3 separate regions of the Mus musculus genome follow, and regions 1 and 2 are each linked to region 3. Evidence: chromatin contacts called from public Hi-C data. All regions are on one chromosome and are shown on one strand. The core of a region is the stretch at or near the end of the contact, and the rest is flanking DNA. Distances in the headings are between cores, read along the strand shown. Region 1 overlaps Gm31432 (a long non-coding RNA gene). Region 2 has its middle 95 kb from the start of Gm31614. Region 3 overlaps Gm31557 (a long non-coding RNA gene).

The links. Hi-C and Micro-C count contacts between places; a contact is called where the count stands out from the background.
Region 1: a contact with region 3 is called in a Hi-C map of the N1E-115 cell line, with 3 times the contacts expected there. The contact joins two enhancer-like sites. A contact is called at or near these places in 6 of 39 promoter capture datasets (cranial neural crest, embryonic stem cells, frontonasal cranial neural crest and 3 more), 2 of 484 Hi-C or Micro-C datasets (the N1E-115 cell line and cortical neurons) and 1 of 115 datasets of contacts at active chromatin or transcription factors (embryonic stem cells).
Region 2: a Hi-C map of the N1E-115 cell line shows a contact between it and region 3, with 4 times the contacts expected there. The contact joins two enhancer-like sites. A contact is called at or near these places in 10 of 484 Hi-C or Micro-C datasets (the N1E-115 cell line, cerebral cortex, cortical neurons and 3 more).

What each region holds. Positions count from the first base shown.
Region 1 is chr9:46,509,944-46,513,756 of GRCm38.p6, reverse strand. All of the region lies in intron 1 of Gm31432 (a long non-coding RNA gene), which reads right to left. Among named protein-coding and RNA genes, the nearest start is that of Gm22659, 51 kb to the left of the region's middle. Within about 2 kb of position 1,861, at least 15 of the 459 cell types and tissues checked have an H3K27ac peak or open chromatin away from gene starts, as enhancers often do. A contact at or near this core is called in the N1E-115 cell line, where this site is marked.
Region 2 is chr9:46,733,925-46,737,560 of GRCm38.p6, reverse strand. No RefSeq gene overlaps it. Among named protein-coding and RNA genes, the nearest start is that of Gm31614, 95 kb to the left of the region's middle. Within about 2 kb of position 1,825, at least 27 of the 459 cell types and tissues checked have an H3K27ac peak or open chromatin away from gene starts, as enhancers often do. A contact at or near this core is called in the N1E-115 cell line, where this site is marked.
Region 3 is chr9:46,634,547-46,638,243 of GRCm38.p6, reverse strand. All of the region lies in intron 3 of Gm31557 (a long non-coding RNA gene), which reads right to left. Among named protein-coding and RNA genes, the nearest start is that of Gm22805, 6.2 kb to the right of the region's middle. Within about 2 kb of position 1,368, at least 7 of the 459 cell types and tissues checked have an H3K27ac peak or open chromatin away from gene starts, as enhancers often do. A contact at or near this core is called in the N1E-115 cell line, where this site is marked.

The DNA.
Region 1 (3,813 bases), core at 612-3,111, 120 kb after region 3:
ACACCTGTTACAGTATTCAGCCTGCACTATTGGAAATGTTGTCAGCATCCTTCTTCACCCCAAGTGGTATTAAAGCAGACCTTCACCTTTTTAGCTGTATTCCTAGTATACACTACAGTGCTTTCTTTTTGTTTTATCATTGTTGGGTGTTTGGGGTTTGGTTTGATTTCCTTTTCTGAAGCAGGCCTTTGTTATATGGTCCAGGGCAGCCTTGGACTCAAAATCTTCCTGCCTCTGTCTCCCAGGTTAGCATGCCTAGCCTATTTTGTTACAGCCTAGCAGTGATTATGACCTTGAGTCCTGCCTACCTCCTGCTAGCTTGCTGTGGCCAGGACAAGAACCTGTGGAGGAAGGTGGCCAATACAGTAACCAATCTTCAATGCTATGGCTAGCTCAACTGTCTACCTTTCTCAGGTCACGGGGTTTCCTGCTGTCTACCTCAAGGGCTGTTCTTTCAGCTGATGGATTTGATGGTCTGGAAGCCAAGGAGCCAGATCTATCAGCACTGAGACCTCCTTTGACAGTCCTGCTGTCATGGCCTCCACCACCCCTACCCTCATCCGCACCCCATGCCATTTCCCTGACCAAACACCTGGCCACACTCATCAAATGGCTTTTACTATATGTGGAAATGCTCCTGGTACACTATCACCAAGCAGGTGACACAACAGTGTTGCTGCATGAAGCTTCTGTTAAAGGACAGAGATGCAGAGACCACGAGAAAGGGAAGGACAAGGTGAATACCTCAAATGTTAATAATGGTTGCTTCTGGAACATAGAATATGAATGATTTTTTTCCTTTGTGCTTTTCTGTATTTCCCAAAATTTTTACCATGAATATGTATTGCTTTTGTAATCAGAGGAAAGGACAGCACATGGTAATTTTTAAAAGCCTTTGTTGGGCTGCCTGCCCACTTGGGCTTGTAGCTTTTGTGGATCCCACACAGAAAATTATAGAGTCCTGTCTCCTCTAAACTCATCTCAAATACAGGGACAGAGCTGTCCAAAGAGTCCAAGACAATCTTGGGGAGTACAGAACAGCCTTTGACCTCAGAGCAGTCCTGAATGGATGGCCTGCTCAGGATGGAAAAAGACAAGGACATGAGGTAAGCGTGTTTGGAAACCTGGGGTCACCCTCATCTTGCCCCCCATTCTCTAGAAGGCCTTCAATCTTCCCAAAGTGGAGAGAGAGAAAAGCACTTATGCTAAGTACAAGAAGTTAGTCAGCCTCGTGGACAAGGTTAAGAAAAGCTAGTGGGGGGAGGGATGGGGCGGGGCACCACAAGTGGCAGGGTTCAGCTCCACCCTGCCCTCTCTCCCTGCTGATGTCACCACGTGTTTGAGGGCCAAGTCCCGTGATAGAAATGTGCTTGGTAAAGGAACTGGGAAGAGTTCAAAAGATGGAGAGGAGATGGAAAGACATTATCTTGATTTGGATCTCTGGTACAAACACTGGCATATCCTGGGGTTCCAGTGCCAGCCATTTCTTCCCCAGGAGGAAAAGCATCATGGGTCCTGATGACAGTCCCAGCTAAGCATGCTGCTTCTAAGGCAGTGCCAAGCAAGGGTGGTGATAACATCCCTTTGCACTGTTCCTCAGAAGATAAGGTCCAGGCACTGCCTCTGTCTGTGCAGAAGAGATGAAAGTTCTAACCCCCATGCAGCCTGCTCAAGAGCATGTGGGCAATTATCCTACGATTGGACAGGAGAAGGCAACTGAGGGTCAGAGGAAAAAGCAGCAGTGAGCCCATGGACATAGTATATCCAGAACTGCAGCCAGGGGTCCAGACTCCACAGTCAGGTGTATCCCCAAACCAGCAGTTACTTGCAGGAGTTCACTCGCTTTTCAGACAAGGCCAGGCACGTCTAGGGTAGGATGGCTGTAGACTCGCACATTCCTCAGATCTCCAGGGTGCTCTTCCCAGGACAGGGAGGTGGACTGGGTTTTGAAATTGTGTGTCTGAGATCCCACAGCACCCTTCTCTGCTCATGCCAGTGGGCCAAACTCCTCATCCTAGCCCCCAAAGCCTGCAAGTCTGAGAAGCCAGGTCTCCGCCCCGACACAGCTTCACTGCTTCCAAGTCACCCCACCTGATCACACCATGCCCACTCCTTTAAAATCCAAGGCTCTGAAGGAGAGATCCCTGATCAGGGCACGTGGGTCCTGCTTGTCTACCAGCACAATAGGATAACTCTGAGAACGTTCTCCAGGATGCTTCCCCGAGCATGGAGCACACTTTTGTGAAAATTAGAACAGGGTGCCCTCTCCTGGCGGATGAATTAGAACACAAAGCCCCTCTGCCCAGGCTATGGGGGTGGACCTTGGTCCCAAGATTTCAGCCCCTCACTTGGCTCAGGGAAAGGGTCTCTTGTGCTGGGGATACAATGGGATTCCTGCACAAAGACCCAGAGGCTGCTGCTTAATCCTGCCTATCTCCAGCATTCACACACTGTCTCTCAAGCCTGGTCCTTGTTCTTGCTGATCAGGAAGCCTCTGTCCCCTGGCCTCCAACTCTGTCACTGGTCTGGGTTAGATTCCCCCCCCCCCGCAACCCCCCTCCCGTACTCTGATGGTGATGAGGTCTCATTCCCCTGGGGAACTAGAGCACTTTCCCACCCCCAGGAACCCCCCTCGGAGAGCTTCCTTTACTCTCTATTTTTAGTTTCTTGATTGCAAGTGAGAAGTCAGAATCAGAGAATGCTGGGAAACTGTAGCAATAACCAACCCAGCAAAGTGGGTAGCCATGTGGGGAGGGTCAAGGGGGTCCGAGAGGCAGAGATGGCAGCCAGGGTACCCAGGCTATAACTGGGGTGGATAAAGAGGGCAGAAGATGGGCGAGGCATCCTGTCTACGGGCCAGTGGCCAGGGACAGCTAAAATCAAGCCAAAGGGCCACTCCGGACCATCTAGTACAATCCCCTCTCTCCCAGGGAGGAAACTGAGTCACACAGCTAGGGAGGCAGTGAGTGGCTCTGTTTCTGAAGCTTTGTTTTGATATGTATGCAAATTGGGGCTGAGAAATGGGCACTCCCCACCGAACCACAGTCACATCGAAGTACACCTTACCTCTGTATCCAAACCTGAGCTCAAACACCAGGCACAGGCCAGATTCATCAGGCTGCCCACCAGGCTGGGCTGCTCTCAAGCCCTTCTCAGAGAAGAAATGGCTTTGCCTCCACCAAATGCATCCTCTCCCTCCTGGAGACAGGAGCGCTTCCCCGATGTGGCAGGGCACTCCCTGAAAGAATGAACTTCGGTGCAATTGGCAGTTATTGCTGGCAGTTTATCAGTATTAACTGATTAGGCCTGAGATGATGGATCCCCTGTCTCAAAAAGCCCTCTGCCCTGCGCTGCCCCCAGGGGCAGCCCATGCAACCTGGCTGCTCCAAGCTGCCTGGGGGCTAGCCTTCACTCAGCTGCCCCCACTCTGTGCTGCCCTCCCCCAACCCCCAGCATAAGAGACATTTAAATAAATAAAACAAAATTCAAATGAAGACACTAAATCTCCCCGGCGTTTAATTGATGATCATTATGCTTAGGAACCTAAACTCTTTTAATTTCACTGCGATGCAGAGATGAATTATAGAATTACAGTCGCCAATTATCAATCACGCCTTTGCTAGTGTCTCCTGGCTGCCCAGCCAGTTCCTGCTCCCTCTTGCAGGCTAGGGGTTGAAGAGGCAGGATAATGGCACAGGGAAAGTGATTGCAGGAGGGGTCTGCTAGCCTCTGGTGCTGGCTCTGCTCTCTCTCTCTCTCTCTCTCTCTCTCTCTCTCTCTCTCTCTCTCCTTTCTCTTCCCTCCCTTTACTCT
Region 2 (3,636 bases), core at 576-3,075, 99 kb before region 3:
TGACAGCGGTCTGTCACCCAGGGTCTGGCATTCACTGGGGAACTGTCAGTTACTAAGGAAACTAGGAGGGAGAGAGGCAGGGAGAGAGGCGGTTAGATCCAATTTGGGGTGACAAGTGTGAGGAATGAAGATTTTGGCCTCTCCTCGTCTAATCACGAGTGGAAGTTTCCTGGACTGGGCAGTAGACAGGCACAGGAAAGCCAGTCCTGCAGAGACCACCCCTTTTCAGGAGCCCGGGCAAGACAAGGGACCCCATCAGAGGGCAGAGCAGCTCAGGATGCCCCTGACACACACCTCAGACTGCCGTGCACCCTTGCCTGTATGTTCCTGTGTGTTAGGTTCACCCCCATGCTGAGGGTTCTGGTTTGGGTGGCCATCCCTTCCTGTGATTCAGAGGTCCTCACTTCCGCATCCTTCTCTTCTCTGTCTTCAGTTTGCAATTCACCCCACCTCTCTTTTCCTTCCCCCCTTTTTAGGGAGGATCACTTTCATTCTATTTGTTTTCTCCTTCCAACCCCACTATGCTGTCTACCCAACACCAGCACACACAGTGGCTTCCCCAGACCTATCTCTCCCATGTCTTCCATCTGGGTAGGAAAGACATATTTTGATTCACATCTCAACCACCTTGTCCCCCAGTAGCCACCTCTCCTGCCTTCCTCTCCTTCCCCTCTCTATACTCTTTCTTCTCTGCTTTCCTACTCTCCCTCCTAACCCTTCTTTCTCTTCTCTCTGCTTCCCTTCTCCTGTCTCTGCAAGCTGTAGTTCAGATTCCCAAAAACAACAGAAGCACCACGCCCTATTATGACTCCCAACCAGGCTGGTGAAACTCTCCTAATCTCAGAGGGAGGCTGCCCATGAATGAAGAAATGAGGCACCAGTGGGAGAAGGGAGAATGGGATGGGGGTGAGGCTGGTAGACAGTCCAGGCTGGGGAGTGGCAGAGCTTGGGAAGATGGCCTCCCTGGCCCCTTGGTTGAGAAGAGCAGAAAATGCTGCTGAGTCACCAGTCCTGAGACAGTGCAGGCTTAGCTGGCAATGGGGCAGGGGACTCTGAACACTGGCTCAGGAATGGAGGCCTCTGGAGCTGCTGGAGACAAAGAGGCCAGTGCAGTATGCCTCCACCTCCCTAAAGGACCTGGTGCCTCCTCTTCACTTCCCAGTGATCCAGGCCAGAGCTTACAGGTCTCCCCTACTCCTGCAGCTACTTGGCCTTATCTCTATTGTGAGCAATTGACCAGGACTTGGATCTCTTGATGCAGAGATAGTCCTAGCTAACCAGTGTTCTGTTGTTTCTAGGGGTCCCTCAGAGAGATCCCAGGGTGCTGGAGGAAGGATATTGTTTACATGCCCCTAAAAGGGTAGGTAAGGTGGCTGGCGCTCAGGCTAGCTGCTCTAGGTGGATACTTTGTGGAAGTCTGGTTAGTGAGTAGGAAGGAATGAACCACCAAAATATACATGCATGCTCCATGCCCTAAGCCAAAACCAGCAGCTAGGAGCTACCTGCAGAAGCAAAGTGCAGAGAAAGTCACCAAGGATACCAGATCCTATTCTGGTCAAATCAGCACTCCTTGCTCCAGGGGGCGCTCTGTTCAAACATCTGCCATCTGCCTCTAGGCACTTTGAGAACAAGGTCCCCCAGAAACAGAATCCAGCAGGAGTCCAGTAACAGTTTGAGAGGTCTGGTCCCTGCCTCTGAAGCCACACACATGCCGCTGAACAAGCCCGGGACCTCAGGCTGATTTGGCACCCTCAGACCCCTCTGGCCATTGCCAGGTAAGTACTCCAAGCAATACATCTATGTAGAGCAAGCCTGCCACCTGGTGGAAAGGCCATCCAACTGCAAGCCGGGGTTTCTCAGGGTGGTTCTGTCCAGTGTCTGGGGTTCCATAGCACAGGCGTCCATCCACCCGCTCCTGATAGCAGTACCTCCACAAGAAAAGACAGATCCCTGCCCCAGTCCTTCTGAAAGTTTTGTCAGTACAGATGAGCAGAAGGTAGGGACGAGAGGAGTTCAAAAGGCTGAGGCCTGTTTGGAGCAGGTATTTGGTGCCTCCTGGTTGGCTCGTCCCTGGACATGAGTGAGGAAGTGACAGAGAGAGGCTGGATTCCAATCCTAGGTCCCTGCTACCCATCAGCGGAACAATTGCCTCCTTCCTTGGACACAGGGCCCCTCGGCAGACACATGGGCAGATGAGTAAGAGGCTATTCCAAGCCTAAGTGTTACAGCCAAGGCAGGCCAAGGAGAATCCATGGGTAGATGGGACATGTTAGAATAATCCCATCCAATGGAGGTGGCCCCATATATCCCAAGTACTTGTGTCTTCCTGTTCCTTTCACACACACACACACACACACACACACATTCATCTAAAAATTATATTTTATTACTGATTTGACATAAAGATTGAGATATATTAGAATATTTCTCTCAGCTTAAAAGTTTCTTTTCCTCGGGCCTTAACAGAAGTTGAAACGATGTTTACTGCCAACTGTGCCTAGTGGAGAAATCAGCCTGTGTCCGTCCATGACATTTAACCCTTTGCAGGAAGCAGAAAACCATCACCACCTACAGGCATTCGTCAAAGTCTCCCATTCTTCTCCAGAAACCCCTGGATTGCCATTACACAAAAACAAGAGCTGGGGGTTCCCCACTCCTAGACCAGCAGCCTCTTCTTGCCCAGCCCTTACGCTGAAGCCAAGCCACCACCATTGCAGGCCACCACCACCACCATCATCATCATTGTAGGCCACCTTCCCCACCATTGCAGGCCACCACCATCACTGTCACTATTGCATGCCACCACTACCATCATCACCGCCGCTGCCACTACCGCCAACACTTACATCAACACTACCATTGCCACCACCATCACTGCCATCACCACACAGCTATCTCCATGACAGTTCTTTGGTCTGCTGTTTTATTAATGCCTAATTTCCAATCTTCAAGAAGAGAGAGAGCCTTAAACCTTCATCCCATGAACCCAGCAATCACACAGATGATCCAAGCATCTCTGGACAGCCTTTAATTTATTTCCCAGTGCATGCAGGCACTGCTGAGACTTGATAGCACCAGCTTAAATGTAATAAATTACTCAAGTACCACAGATTAGTTAATAAAGCCCCAAGCTCCCTCTCTGCCCCTGCTGACTGGGATGGCAACATCAGAGATTCCTTAGAAGATGCCCCAAGTCGAAGGTGTAGAGGCAGGGCCTCCCCATGCCTGAGTGAGCTTCGTGGCCTTCTCGGGACCCTTGGTACAAGATGGAGATTGAAACAGGGACAGAGAGACAGAGGTGCAGAGAACTCTGGGGTGGGTACAGAATCTTCTACTCTGGTCTCAGCATGTCAGTGGGTGTGGTGATCTAGGAATGACAAAGTTTGTACCTGAGCACAGCTTAGAAAATCACAATTTAGGGGGATGGAGAAATGGCTCAGCAATTAAGAATGCTTGCCGGTCTTGTAGAGGACCAAACATCCATTCGGGGCTCCCACATTGGGTCACTCCAGATCCAGGGGATGTACTCCCATCTGGAACCTGGGATTCACTCATGAACTGCAGAGAGACATTTAGGAAGGAGGCCAGTGTGCTCATTTCCTGGGGAAACTTCCAAGAGAAGACTCTTATCTCCTT
Region 3 (3,697 bases), core at 119-2,618:
AAGTATAGCCATCACATAGCCAGTCCCAGGCCAGCCTGTGCCTCCTTGTGAGATCCCGCCCCCAAAACACAAACAGAAACAACAAAAGAGACTCAGAACACCACGGTTCTTTCTGTCTTGTGCATGTTTTCTGTAGAATCCTCTCTTCTGAGGAGGGGAATCAAAGTTATTAAAGCATGTAGAAGAATGGCCAGCCCAGCTAGACACAAGAGGCCAGATCTTGTACAATTCCATTTATATGAAATGTCCAGAAGAAGCAAATCCATAGAGACAGAATAGATTAGTGGTTGCCAGGGGCCAGGGCAGGGGCCGAGCGTGACGGCTGCAACGGCCACATAGCCACAAATATTCTAACAGTCCTTTTATTTAGTGTTTCAAATGATTGTGTTTTGAGGTTTATGGAACTTTCTGGCATGTGTGCTATCCCACAAGGGATTCTAAACAGAAAATGGACAGTAGGTAAAACCAAGGAAATATGAATAAAGCTTTGGCTTTCGTTAATAATGATATGAAAGTAAAGGTCTGCGCCCTATAACTAACACTGGTAATTTAGAGTGTGACTGTAAGAGAAACCGGTGTTAAGCATCTGGGAGCCCTGCTCCAGGTCACAAGTTTTGGAGTGTTTTTGCTTTGTTTGTTTATTTGTTTGGTTTTTTTTAACTAGCAAAGGCTGGTCTCGAACTTGCTCCATAGCCAAAGATGATTCTGAACTCCTGATCTTCTGTCTCCACCTCCTGAGTCCTGGGATTACTCACAAGCATCACTACACCTGATTTACACAGTGCTAGGGATTGAATCAAGGACCTCAAGGAACTCCTGGGCTTTGTGCATGCAGGTAAATGTAGCTCTACCAAGTGACCTACATCCTTGGCCCCCAAATTCTTGCTTAAAAACAGTGCCCAGTGAGGCCCGTGAAATGAAGCGGGCTCAGTATTCTCCACCAGGCAGCACAGCATGGAGTATTTGCTCCACCTGCAGAGTGGGTCGCCTCCCACACCACCTCCCATATCACCACACCTCTAAATCCAAGGTGCCTGGGCATTCTTCCATAATGCAGCCTCAGATCTATCCTTTTTGTGTATGCCCTGGGCAGTAAACTGATTGTTTAAAATAATCATAATAATAAGGTAAAAAAAGCTATAACCACAAATTTATATATATATATATATATATATATATATATATATATATATATATATATATATATTTCTAAATGACTTTAACTAATGTCCTCTGGGCTTCTGGGTGGGTACTGTGCACCCTGTCTTCTGTGCACAGGCAAATGTGATTACAGCAAACCCTGTATTGGCCAGTCTCAGCACACGTAACTCTCCAGGCCACTGCCGGCCCTAACCACATTAGCAGCAAAGGAGCCATCCATCAGGCTAAACGGGGGAGTAGACCTGGCCCGGCTGCATGCCCCTGGATCCTCCCAACAGAGCATCTGCTCCAATTTCTCACAGTGGCAAGATCAGGCATGTGGCTGCAGACCCGATCTACCTCAGCTTGCTTCTCTCCTGCCAGCCTCAGCCACCCCATAACATCCTCAGAGTTTCTTGGCTGGCTGTGGAGGGACTCTCTGGTTCCTGTGGACAGACCAAATCTGGCTGGGGTGAAAGGCCATATTTTCAATCTCCATCTGCCTCCCACCCCCAGTTCAGCAGGTGCCAGCTCTCCTGCCCCCACTATCAACTCACCAGTCTCCTGGGCCCAAGCCTGTCAAAAACAGAGCTCACTGGCAGCAGGAGAAGGAAAGTGAAAGGGGCAGGGGGTCTTGTTTACCTAACGCACCGCTAGTTGCTACAAAGGTCAGGGCCCATCTGCCAGGCAGCAGGTGCCAGGAAGCCAGCTGCTTTCATGGCACAAGTACCAAATATGACTGAGGGGCAGGTGGATGGACCTAGACTCTGCCTCTCCTCTCAGTGCCCTGGCCTGCAGCAGACACGTGCACATGGGTTTGGTCTAGACCCAGAAATGACCTGATAGGCCACATATAACTGGCTCATTTGACACTGTGACCCATGCAAACGTTGAGTTTCGTGTTGACCTCTCCTTGTCATTTTCCACGCCACAAGACACCGTTCGTACTTCCTGCATAACACCAGGGAACCAATTTTACTTTTAGACAAAGTTCAATTTAATTAAGACTCCTAATTATCTGTCATGGGGGAAGGGGTGCCCAACAATGCTCTCATTTTCATCTGAGTAAAACTAATTTTATTTGAGGAGGCTCCCCTTGGTCTGGGGGCTCATCTTAGTTTAGAGGGCTCACCTTGGTTTGGGGGGCTGACCCCAGGTGACCGACTGAGGCTTCTTCTGGGTACAATTGTGTCATTTTCCTATTCTGCTCTCTTTACTAAAATTCTGCTGGGTTGTGACACTGTGTAAGAGTGGAGACACATGGGCTGGAGAGATGGCTCAGCTGTTAAAAGCTAGGCTTACGACCAAAAATATAAGAGTGGAGGCACAGGGAGAGACCCGAACGTCCCTGAAGGCAGGTACAAGCTACATCCCTAGAAGAACAGTCCTCTACCTCAGGAAGAAATGACAAAGGTGTCCCAGGCTGGCCTGAGTAAAGACACCAATTTTCTACAACTATGACCCTCTGGCTTTTACCAGTAGATTCAGGACAGTCAGGGAGGGGAGTAATAGCTCCCATAGGTCTCATCTCCTTCTTCAGAGTACTTCCCACAAGCAGGAAGGCAGAGCGGAAGACAGTCTGGAAGAACGACTCCTATGCTGATAGCTAGGCCAGGCTCCACCTGGGCTTGGGGTCCAATGAAGGCAGAGAGCTAGAACAAGACTCTGGGTGACCCAGGAGCTTCAGAGCCCCACATGTGCTCCAAACACTAGCAACTCTAGAAAGGGAACTGAAGCTTAAGGAAGGCTTGTACCAACTTTCTGACCTCTGCAAGTGTGGTGGTTTGAATATGCTTGGCCCAGGAGTGGCGCTATTTGGAGGTATGACCCTATTGGAGTAGGTGTGGCCTTGTTGGAAGAAGTGTATCACTGTGGGGCTGGGCAATGAGACCCTCCTCCTAACCACGTGGGAGCCAGTCTTCTCCTAGCCGCCTTCAGATGAAGATGTAGAACTCTCAGTTCCTCTTGCACCATGCCTGCCTGGATGCTGCTCTGTTCCCACCTTAATGATAATGGACTGGATCTCTGAACCTGCAAGCCAACCCCAATTAAATGTTGTCCTTATAAGAGTTCCCTTGGTCATGGTGTCTGTTCACAGCAGTAAAACCCAAAGACAACAAGTAACCTTCCTTCTCTGAGACTGTTTTAAGACGTTAGGCTGTCTGCCTTGCTCTTATTCAACCTCCATGATGCATGAAAATCACCTAGAAAGATTTTTAAAGTTCTACACGCAAGCATGGAGATCCCTAGGTTAAGTGGTTGCAGGGGAAATGACTAGTATTTTTTTTAAGGCTTGCTAGGTGACTCTAAAGTTTATCTAGGCCTGAAAAACCCTAGCTCTGGAGTTTTGTAGCCACTAAGCTTCCATCCAACAACCTAGAGGGCTTGTGGAAACAGACTTCAGGTCCTACCTTTAGTATTTCAGACTTAGTAGGTACATTTTTAGCAAGTCCCCAGATGATGGCTGGAAGGTGACACTTTGAGAACCATCGTCCTGTGGTGATGTTATTCCTGATCTGGTCCTCCAATATTGAGACAGCATTACCCCAAAAGTCGC